Regions from separate parts of the Zea mays genome. Here region 1 is linked to region 2. The links are chromatin contacts, called in public Hi-C maps. All regions are on one chromosome and are shown on one strand. The core of a region is the stretch at or near the end of the contact, and the rest is flanking DNA. Distances in the headings are between cores, read along the strand shown. Region 1 holds the start of LOC100193284. Region 2 holds the start of LOC107325937 (Dof zinc finger protein DOF1.6).

Evidence for each region. Hi-C and Micro-C count contacts between places; a contact is called where the count stands out from the background.
Region 1: a Hi-C map of tassel shows a contact between it and region 2, with 2.0 times the contacts expected there. The contact joins the promoter of LOC100193284 here to the promoter of LOC107325937 in region 2. A contact is called at or near these places in 2 of 25 Hi-C or Micro-C datasets (leaf and tassel).

Annotation. Positions count from the first base shown.
Region 1 is chr3:6,464,220-6,469,201 of Zm-B73-REFERENCE-NAM-5.0, forward strand. It overlaps LOC100193284, which reads left to right and starts at 3,664. Exons shown (of 11, transcript NM_001138427.1): 1 at 3,664-3,850; 2 at 4,358-4,457; 3 at 4,569-4,666; 4 at 4,798-4,886. The coding sequence starts at 3,791.
Region 2 is chr3:6,255,174-6,260,368 of Zm-B73-REFERENCE-NAM-5.0, forward strand. It overlaps LOC107325937 (Dof zinc finger protein DOF1.6), which reads right to left and starts at 2,997. Exons shown (of 1, transcript NM_001320908.1): 1 at 1,752-2,997. The coding sequence starts at 2,820. The coding sequence ends at 2,125.

The sequences.
Region 1 (4,982 bases), core at 2,414-4,913, 210 kb after region 2:
CTGGAATGTAATCAAGCTTTAAAGTATCTTATTCTGTCTGAGAAAAACTAAATCACCACTTTTATGTGGACGGAGGGAGTACTATACTAGCTTATACCAGCGTCCTACGCCCCTACCGACCAACAAAAAAGAAATATCAAAGCGAAAGCAGAGTCCGCAAGTACCCTTCCGAGTTTGGATCCAAAAAAACGAATCACATTAAATTAACTCTGCCACGGTCACGAGAGGCCACGCATGGGTCTCATTTACTCCCCACTGGGCGCAGGGACCCACGCGGCGCGGCCAATCAGGAGGAGCCCATGACGCGGCGTGGGCGGATCAGCTTTCACGCACTGAGGCGCGGGGCCCGGCGTCCAGCTGGCCCCTGCGGCGGTCACGCCAGTCGTCTGAGTTGGCACGCAGGAGCCGTTCACGCACTCTGTTCTTCAATGCTTCTCGCCCTGTGGTAGGCGGGCCACAGGTCCACATAACCTGAAGGCACAGGATGCCGAATCGAAGAAAAAAAGGCACATACTGTATTTTTTTTCTTCATTACGAGTACATATGTTCCTAAAACGATGTAATCATAGGTCTGTATAAAGTTAGACTATCTTCAATTTACCTAAATTATAAAAAATAATGTCAACACATGTTACTCCAAATAGATATTTTGTACAGTTCATGGATATTCATTTGCCTAAGTTCGACCAACAAAAGGGGAATGTAATAGGTAACAAATAACGTTAAATCATGTTTGTTTAAGTCCAATCGTAATCGGATATCACACTACAAATTGATTCCAGCCTATTCAAACCTGTTACCGTTGGTAATCGAATGCAAACCATTACCGTTACCATTTACGTTACATTTTGGAAACCAAATGGCACCTTAGTTGTTCGCTAATTTATCATCGAAATATGAGAACTGCGTTCTTTATGGACAGGTGGACTACGCGGATATTGTTTCTCTGGTTTGAGCTTCGTTGTGGGGTTTTATTTCAAATTTGACAACATGACACTATTTTTTTAATTAAACCAGATCATTCTTGAAATGATTGTTTATAAAGAATCTCTAAATTTTCTGAAATATGTTGCTGACGAAGTATGGAATGCAATGTAAACACACATTTTTGGTAACGATCACAATAAAAGCATGTTGTCGGCACCGATATTAGGGCATGTACGATCCACATAAATGACTTATATCTTAAGAGTATTTTAAGGGGTATGTCGAAAAAACAAAAGATATATCTTGGTGAAAGAACATCTTTATTATAGTTCTCTAAGTCTAAGATACAGTTTCACCCGTATAACTCATATAAATGAGTCGTGTCTTGGGTAGTTCTAGTGAATACGATACAAGACTTAAATACATTGACTTGTATGAACATATTTTTAGTGTATCTAGTACTTAAAGAATCGTAACGTAGTATCTAGGTTATACATAACCTTAGAGGATATTCATAACTGTCACCATGGTCGTGATGATTATTTCACTAATACCACATATCTCCTGCTTGTTTTCATGTTCTGGTTGACAAAATACATAACATACACTAAATGATCTTTAATCTCGTGTGGTTTAGTAAAAAAACTTGGATCATGAAGGGACATGGCTCCTGATATTGCCTTCTACCCTGTCATTTCTTTGTTGTCATAGTTAACTTATGCTAACGATAAATAACAAATCGTTCAAGTATCATGACCTAGTACTATTTTTAAAATAACAAATTGGAAACTAATAGCACACACTACACATATTCTTTGTTATTCATAATAAATGGCCACATGTCCTGAAATGTGTTACTGGGTAAGGGCATATATAGTGGAGACATCAAAACGGTTCTCCAAGTATAAGTGACAACAAAAAGACTCTATTATATAATGAAGCGTGTTTATACATGTAGTCTATTAATAAATACATAAGTAAAAGTGTTTATACAACATCGGATTGATAGAACAAACGACGAATTCGTACAATGAGAGATGAGACGTATGTTGCTACTTGGGTTACGAACCAGAATGACTACACGATTTTTTTTTTGCAAATACTCATTTAGACACCTCAAGAACTTATGCATTAATCATCATTGTACATGCCCTAAAATATGAAAAGAGTTTAAAGGTAGTACACAGTTTTTTCCCCATAAATACGGCCAATCAAAAACCTGATGGCCGTTCGAGCGAGGTGGTGGCTCTATTCTACCTTTACTAGTGTTTGGTTTAGAGAATATTGAAATAGAGCAGATTCAAAAGTAGAATATTCCTCTAATATGCTGAATCCTACCTCTCCTCAACAATTATCAAACTTTTTTGCTCATGGAATAGAACCATTCTATCTTTCAAACACGAATCAAACATGAAAGAGAGTTATTTCGTTCTAAAAAACTGAAACAGAATCGTTCCATTCAACTAGACTCCACCACCAAACAATGCCTTACAACACATTTTTTAGAATCCTCACTTCCTGGCTACTATATCTAAGATTTCATGTGACGTCACATTTTTTTGGAAGCTTACTGCTTTCCTCCACACCCAAAAAAAAAGACTACCCCACGGGCCCACGGCTATCATGGCGAGTTGGTGACTGTAAAGTGTGAATGCCTTTTACGAGGGGCAAACGCGGGGTGCCCCTAGCGAGCGACCTCGTCCGAGTTGTGGGCTGTCTTCCAAGGTGCCGAGCAAAGAGGCGCAAACTGTTTTTAAAAATTTCACAAGCAGTTTTTTTCATTAAATTTGAGATATTCTTACGATTCCATTTGACAAAAGAGCTTGACGTAATCACGTTAGACAGACGCCAAACAAATATAATGACCATAATGCTCTTTGATTTCGTTTCCTTCTATTTTTTTCATCCTTTTTTCTCGTGAGAGGATTGTTCCTTCCTCATCTTCTTCCGTAGAACGCGCATGCCAGGGGCATCCGGCGGCAGCATCCGCACGCCCGCGCCACCGCAGCCGCGGTATCACGCACCGGCAATTGCCACGCTCGCAGCCACGGGCACGCGAGCCCGCGCATCAGCCGCACGGGCACGGCGGTTCGTCCCCGACGGCAGCTGCGCGACAGCGCGACGGTGCCTGCGCCGCTGCGCCCCGGCCTGAGGCAGCGAGTTGCAACGACCACGTTCGCCCTAACGCCCCGGCGGCCGCGGCAGTTCGCGCCCCGTGTCCTAGTACTGCGTCCCAGGAGCCCCATGACCCAACGGCGGCGGCCCTCCCGGCCCGCGACCCCGGGCCCCGGCGGCGGAGTCCTGGCCCTGCGCCCCGTTGGACGATGGTAGCGCTCCGGCCTTCGCGCCTCCGCCGGTCCGCCCTCAGCAGGCCGTGCCCTGACGGGTGACGGCTGCGCCCTAGTAGGCTGAGGCTCTGTAGCCCACCGCCGCCCGCAGCCACGCCCTGCTGGCCGCGCCCCCAGCAGAGGGCCACGTGCGCTCCTCCCTCCCAGCGTGTGCACTGCGCTCTCTCTATATGTGGGCAAATTTAATCTTTTTTTTGCATGCTGGGCTCCACATGTGTTAAGCTGGAATAAACTGACGCCGTTGGGTGGGTCATCGTGGGAGGTGAGCTGACCGCCGCGCCGTCGGTGGGGGGTAGTAGGGGCCTGGTGGTGGGTGTGCTTCTGTGCCGCTCCGCCTCCGCGTATATATACACGCGCACGCAATGTACGCGAGGAGTTCAGGGGCGGAGCCAGCGAAAGACAAGACAAGACAAGCCAGGCCAGCGGCGGAGGAGAGGGAGAGAGAGAGAGAGAGCACGCGACAGGAGGCAGGAGGGCGAGGAGGAGCTTGTAGAGGGTTAAGGAAGGCCACCGCCATGGGGGACTCCAGCGGCTCCGTGTCGGTCGACGTCGAGCGGATCTTCTTCGGCGGCAAGGTCCGTGCGCGGCCTCCTTCCGCCACATCTTGTTTTTCTCCCGTTTCCGTTTAGGCTGGGTGCATTCGCGCGGGGAGGGTTTGAGTGGTTCATCCCCATGGGGTTTGTGCTTGCTCTTTCTCGGCAGGTTCGGTAGGGCCGTAGGGGAATTTGTCATTAGAAATTTCTGTCTCTTTTCCCCCTGTTATCTATTATTAGCGGCAATGCTTGTAAATTGGGACGAGAGGATTAGCTATCGAGTAATCGTTTTTTTTCTGTCCTTCCCTTGTTTTGTGTCATTGCTTTAAATTTAGCTAATGCAACTGCTGCCCTGTTTATGCGGCAGTGCTCCTTTGTGGTGTTTGGTTATTATCACTAGCAAATTAAGGGGGTAAATTGTCTGGTCAACTGATGAGGAATTAAATGTAGCAATACAGCAAATCGGAACATGTCTGGTTGTATTGTTCCTGTGTATGGTACGGAGTTCTGATCACCCTAAACATGTGCATGTGACCTGTGTTTCCTCAGGAGCATAGAGTAAGAACGAGGCATGGCTCTCTTTCGGTTTCTGTGTATGGAGACGAGGACAAGCCCGCGCTCGTAACTTATCCGGATGTAGCCTTAAATCGTGAGTGCCTTTGTTGCCTCTAGAATTTTATTTTTTTCTTGGTAAAGGCAGCAAGCTCTGCCATAGAAGACACAGGAACTTAACATTGGGCAAATTCTTCCTGTGTGCTAGACATGTCTTGCTTCCAAGGATTGTTCTTCTGTCCGGAGGCTGCGTCCCTGTTGCTTCACAGTTTCTGCGTGTACCACATCACACCTCAAGGACACGAGGTCACTTATGCTGTCTTTTTTTTTCTCTCCATTGTTGCATTGATTAATTCAGGCAGCCAACCACTAACCATTCTTTTCATGTTAGGTCAGGTTCTTAGTTCTTACATGGTTGTGTATGTTAAGTATTGCAGTTGGGAGCAGCTCCGATTTCAGCTGATGTGCCTGTGCCATCTGTCGACGACCTTGCAGATCAGGTTGCTGATGTCCTCGATTTTTTCAGGTAGCATATCAAGACATTTGCTGGATTCAGTATTACTGCTTTGGTTTCGTATAGAGGTACCCTCTCCTGATGTTGTAACCTTGGTTTCTTCCCTGC
Region 2 (5,195 bases), core at 1,747-4,246:
AATGACCATTGTAACCATCAGCTCTTTTCAATGACAAGTGGTCTAAAGTCTTAAACAACATCGGATGTAACTAAATGTACACTATTAGCAACCAAACAACAATAGAATGTTGTCTCTCTATATCTATTTGTTTTATGTTATTGTCCTGTCAATCAATCACAAGTCAAACATCAATACCATTCCTATTTGTATTAAATTATGAGTTTCCGTTAGTATTTTTGTTTACGTTCGTTTTTGCAATTCCGTTTATCCCGCTCCGTTTTCGTTCCCGACTATTCCGTACCCGATCTCGTTTCCGAAGATAAAATACGGATACAGAAACGAGAGAGTGGTTTTTCCATCTGTTTTCATCCCTATATGTGATGACATGTATGTGCATGTGTGCATCACTACTCACATAAACAGTAAACAACTATAAAACATGCACAAATGCAAAGAACAGAGTGTACCCTGCGGAAGTACCGATTTTCAAGGCATTAGTGACTCCATTTACGAGACATCACATGTATATGTTCGATGTAGTCGTACAAAGTCGATGCAGGCATATGTACGTAGTGTATTTCCTTGAACAACGTCGACGATGAACCAGATCAGCGTTGGTCAAGCAGAAAAAGCAAGCAATCGCGAGTACGCTCCCCAAAAATCTGATCGTCCGCACACTCGTGCAAGTGTACCTCTGCGGACGGCGATTTCAGAGGCCTGCTCACCCACTCGCTCTATGCTCGCAGATGGTGGGACGGGAATGGACTGAATACAACGCGTCTAAGAGGTTGTTCACGTCGCCAGAAGAGCGTCAACATCCTTTATATTTATACACGCGCAGAGGGAGGGGAACGGAAAGTAACGGTCGCCATAAGAGCTAGAAACTGACAGCCATTTCAGCCCGCCCGTTACTAGCCATAAGACATGAAGCGGACGGTCATCACTGCAGTCAAAATGCGGAATTGTTGCGAAGAAATATTCAGACCAAGGTCCGATCTACCACAGGCACGGCCTAGCCCTACCGGCGGGGCACGACAGTCCTTCATACTTTTCTCACCTTCTTAATGTCCTTCATACTTTTCTCAACTTCTTAATATCACCGTCCTTCGTACTTTTCTCAACTTCTTAATATCACCGATGGTCCATGTATTTAAGTTGATTGATTTGTTCTTACTTCGAGTATGGTACTAAATTATTAGTACACCATAACATTAAAATGGGTCATTAGCATTAAATATTATTGAATATTAATTTGGGCCAAGCCCACATGAATCCAACATATTAAGGTCTTTTTTGGTTATTTCTATCATATGGATTGAATGAGATTGGAAAAATGTTAAATATAACTTATTTAGGATTTAAACCAACTCAGCCCCGTCTAATTCTAATTACTAAGTTCATTACAAAATGGCGTTTGAAACGATAGACAAGCATAAGTAAGCTATGAAGATACTCTAGAAAAACAAAATTCGAGCCAGTCTCCCGATATGTGAATCCCAAAGTGTCAGGATCAGGTTATACCTCCTGTTCAAAAAAACAGAATGTTCTGAACAAACAGGTGCAACACAACAAAAGGAGACGGCTTTACCGGCGCAGGTTCCGGATGCACGTACCGAGTATCATCAGCTAGATTTTGATCTTGTTAGGTTAGAATAAAAACGAATCCAGCATCGACACACCAAGACAAGAAAAGACAAACGGCACCGAAGAAGATCACGCGAAAGGAAAATCACAGAAAACAGCACAGCACCAATCAGCTCAACGTTTTCGACCCCCCAAAAAACAATCTGCTGATGGTATCGGTTGGTCAAGCTCAATTGCTCACGCACTGCAGCACAGGTCCTCATGCAGGCAAGGCAACCGAGCATGCAGAGTTTTTCATGACATCCTCAGCAGATCAGATCACTCTCTCACAGTTCCTTCCTGACTGGAAAAGTTTCATGATGACTAAACAACTTGCCCCCCTCAAAAAGATCACCTGGATGCAGCACTACAGTCTACTGTTAATTCAAACAGCTAAAAGAGAGAAAGAGAAAAAGCTAGATTAGCGATGATGCACCCGCACGCAGCAGTCATTAGCCGGGCACCGGTGACGGACGATGCACCGAGCGCGCCTGGGACACCGGCGGAGGCATGGAGCTCTTAGATGGACAGGTCCGGCCACCCCATGCTCCAGAACAGGCCTTCCGGCAACGCCTGGGACACCGTCGTCGGCTGCTGATGCTGCTGCGGTGGCGGTGGCGGCAGAGCAGGGACAGAGGCGGTCGCGCGAGGCAGGGCCGCCGGCGCGAGTCCGCCCACGAGGAACTCGGCGGAGAAGTGGACGCCGACGTCGGCCCCTGGCGCGATCAGCGACGTGAAGCTGCCGCCGAGGTCCAGCAGCCGGCGGTCCGGGTCCACGGCGGCGAGCGGCGACGCCAGGGCCGGCGCGGCGAAGGACAGCCCACCGTACGGGCGCAGCAGCGAGCCGTGGAGCGCGCTCGGAGGCGGAGGCGCAGGCGGCGCCGCGGTTGCGGGCGCCGGGCCGGCGCGCTTGCGGCGGCCGGCGGGCGTGGCCTTGCGCGTGCCGCCGCCGACGGGGACGTTGCGGAGCGCTCCCCCGCGCGTCCAGTAGCGGCGGCAGGCCCGGCAGAAGTAGCGCGGCTGGGACAGGTTGTAGTTGTTGTAGTAGCAGAACTTGGTGTTGGCGGACTCGCAGCGCGGGCACGGCAGGCCCTCCGGCTCCCGCCCGCCTCCCGTGCCGGTACCGCCGCCGCCGCCGCCGGTGGCCACGGGAGCCGGCAGCGGCCTCCCGTCCGGCACCTGGCCCACCTCCGTGGCAGCGGAAGAGCGAACCATCCCTCCTCTCCTCTCCTCTCCCGGTTGTTGCTAGCCAAGGTCGCTCGTACGTACCAGTTGTTGGTCGATACGGTGGCAAGTGCAACTGTGCAAGGAGTGGGCTGGCGACAGGGATGGACGGACAGGCGAGGCAATTTGTAGGGGAGGCGGGAGGAAGGGTGAGGAAGAAGACAAGAGGCGGAGACGGGTGTGTGTGTGTGTGTGATGGAGCAGCACTGTAGCAGTAGGTAGCGGTCTTGCCGTCTTGCGGGGCCGAGAAGGAACGCTCTCGGCTGTCGGCTCTCGCTCGCAGGAAGAGAGGCAGAGGAGGGGGCAACCCCGCACCCTGACCCTGGTGGCATGGCAGGTGGCAGTCTGGCAGGGGAGGGAGGGTTTGAACAGGGGTTTGATACTTCTATTCCGGGGAAACGGACAAGGCGGCGGCAGGGGCAAAGGCCGCAGCTTTGTCTCCTCACGGGGGTTGCTCCTCGCCGTTGCTGCCGGTGGCCACCACTGGCACTGTGCCCCTGTGGCAGCCAGAGCCAGTGCGTGGCGTGGTGGATCAGTGCAGTAGCGCGAGAGGTGCGGTGTTGCGCATTTCCGCTGGCCGCTCCGCCGCTTCGATGCGTTCGTTGTCTTCTTGTCTCTTGTGAATACTCGTCCACCTCCTCGCCGGTCAAAGAGAGAGGAGCAGTGCGGTGTGGGTGTGGCATCTGCAGAGCGATTCGCGGTTGCTGCGGGTGGGGGCTCTGGGCCTCTGGCCTGCAACTGCAGGAGCAGGACGGCGACGCACGGCCTGGCCGCTAGCTGTTCAGGCCAGGCTTCATCAGATCAGAGAGGACGACCACCGGACTGCTGTTTGTTTGTGTTTGATTCCCTGTCCCTTCTCCGGTTCTCCCTCTCTCTCTCTGTCTGTCACTCAGCAAACGGCCAGCAGGCATCTTGCATGCGTGCTCCTCCTAGCTCACATGAGAATAGGACAAAAATAAGATTAGGGTTCTTTGGCTGCTCAAGTTCGCAGCCGATGTGATCTTGATATGCAGGGAGTAGTACACATCTGTTTCGCAACGGGGAGTTGCTGTTCCTGTTCTGCGGCAGAACTTGTGCCTATTTCTTCTCGACTGGACTGGACATCCTAGAACAGAATGGTCATGGGCCGGGAGAGTTGCGTGCAATGCCACACCAAGTCCAAGTGCCTGTTTTCTTGAACGGAGCGACGACGGCGAACCTTACCTGATCATCAGTGGCAGGCAGCCCATCTCCTCTCGCAAGTGTTGTGACTTTGTGAGAGCGAACCCTGCCTAGCCTTGCATGAGCTACAGCAGCTACGACAGCTCCCCTAGCCTATCCCATCCTACTCCTACCGCGCAGGTCCAGTCGTCGACCAGACCGTTCGTTGCATCGGGTCGGGGCTCCGGCCATTTGCTTCGTCAGGCACAGGCAGCGGCGTGGACGAACGACACGCGCTGCCGTCCTTGCTTTTGCTGCTCCTTGGTCGAGTGGTCGTGGCAGATAAGCGGATGCCCGATCACCTCAGAGCCGGTAGGGATGGGTTGCCGGTCCGTCCGCATCACGCCCGTCATGTCGCCGCTCCATCCACGGCCACGGGTCTTGAGATGGGAATGGGCCGACCCGGCGTCTGGCCTCGTACCCGGCTCCATGGGTCCGTTTGGTTGTGGACAAAAATGTCTGACCAAAACTAGCTAGTTGGTCAAACTTAGGCTAAACCAAAATTGGACTCAAGTTTAAACGTTTAGTTTGTGGTAAAAATTCAATATGGCCAAACTAAACTTTGGCAGCCGATTTGCCTACCTTGACTTTGGCCAAAAATTGGCGTGAGTTTGTATTGGCGTGGCTAAAATTTTATTGGCAAGACCAAAATTCGGTCATCAACCAAAGGCAGTTCAAAAAATTGGCGTAATTTTGTCTAAACAACATTTTTCTTTCATCGTCTATGATATCTATAACTATTATTAGCACTTCTAAAAAACTAAGCTAAAGGTTAAAAATTATCATAGTAATACATTGAGATTATTAGCGATAAAACAAATTAATTACAATTACAAGTTAACGATTATTTTAGTTTTGCCAAATTTTGGTTAAAAATATGGTGCTCCTCAATTTACTTCTGAACCATAGATGCACTTAAAAGTTATGATCAATCATAATTATCATATTTTATCTCTACTCTTTAAAGCACGGTTCTCAACCCTTGTGCGTCGCACACATATATGATTATTCCCCTCTATCGCTATAAATCACTCACGTTCTTATTGGCGTTCTTAGGGTGTGTTTGGTTAAGGAGCGAGGGGATTAGAGCGGCTCCATTTCTGTTTTCTAGATGTTTGGTTTCTAACGGAAGAGGAGTAAAACGACTCTAGATTCTATATATAGCA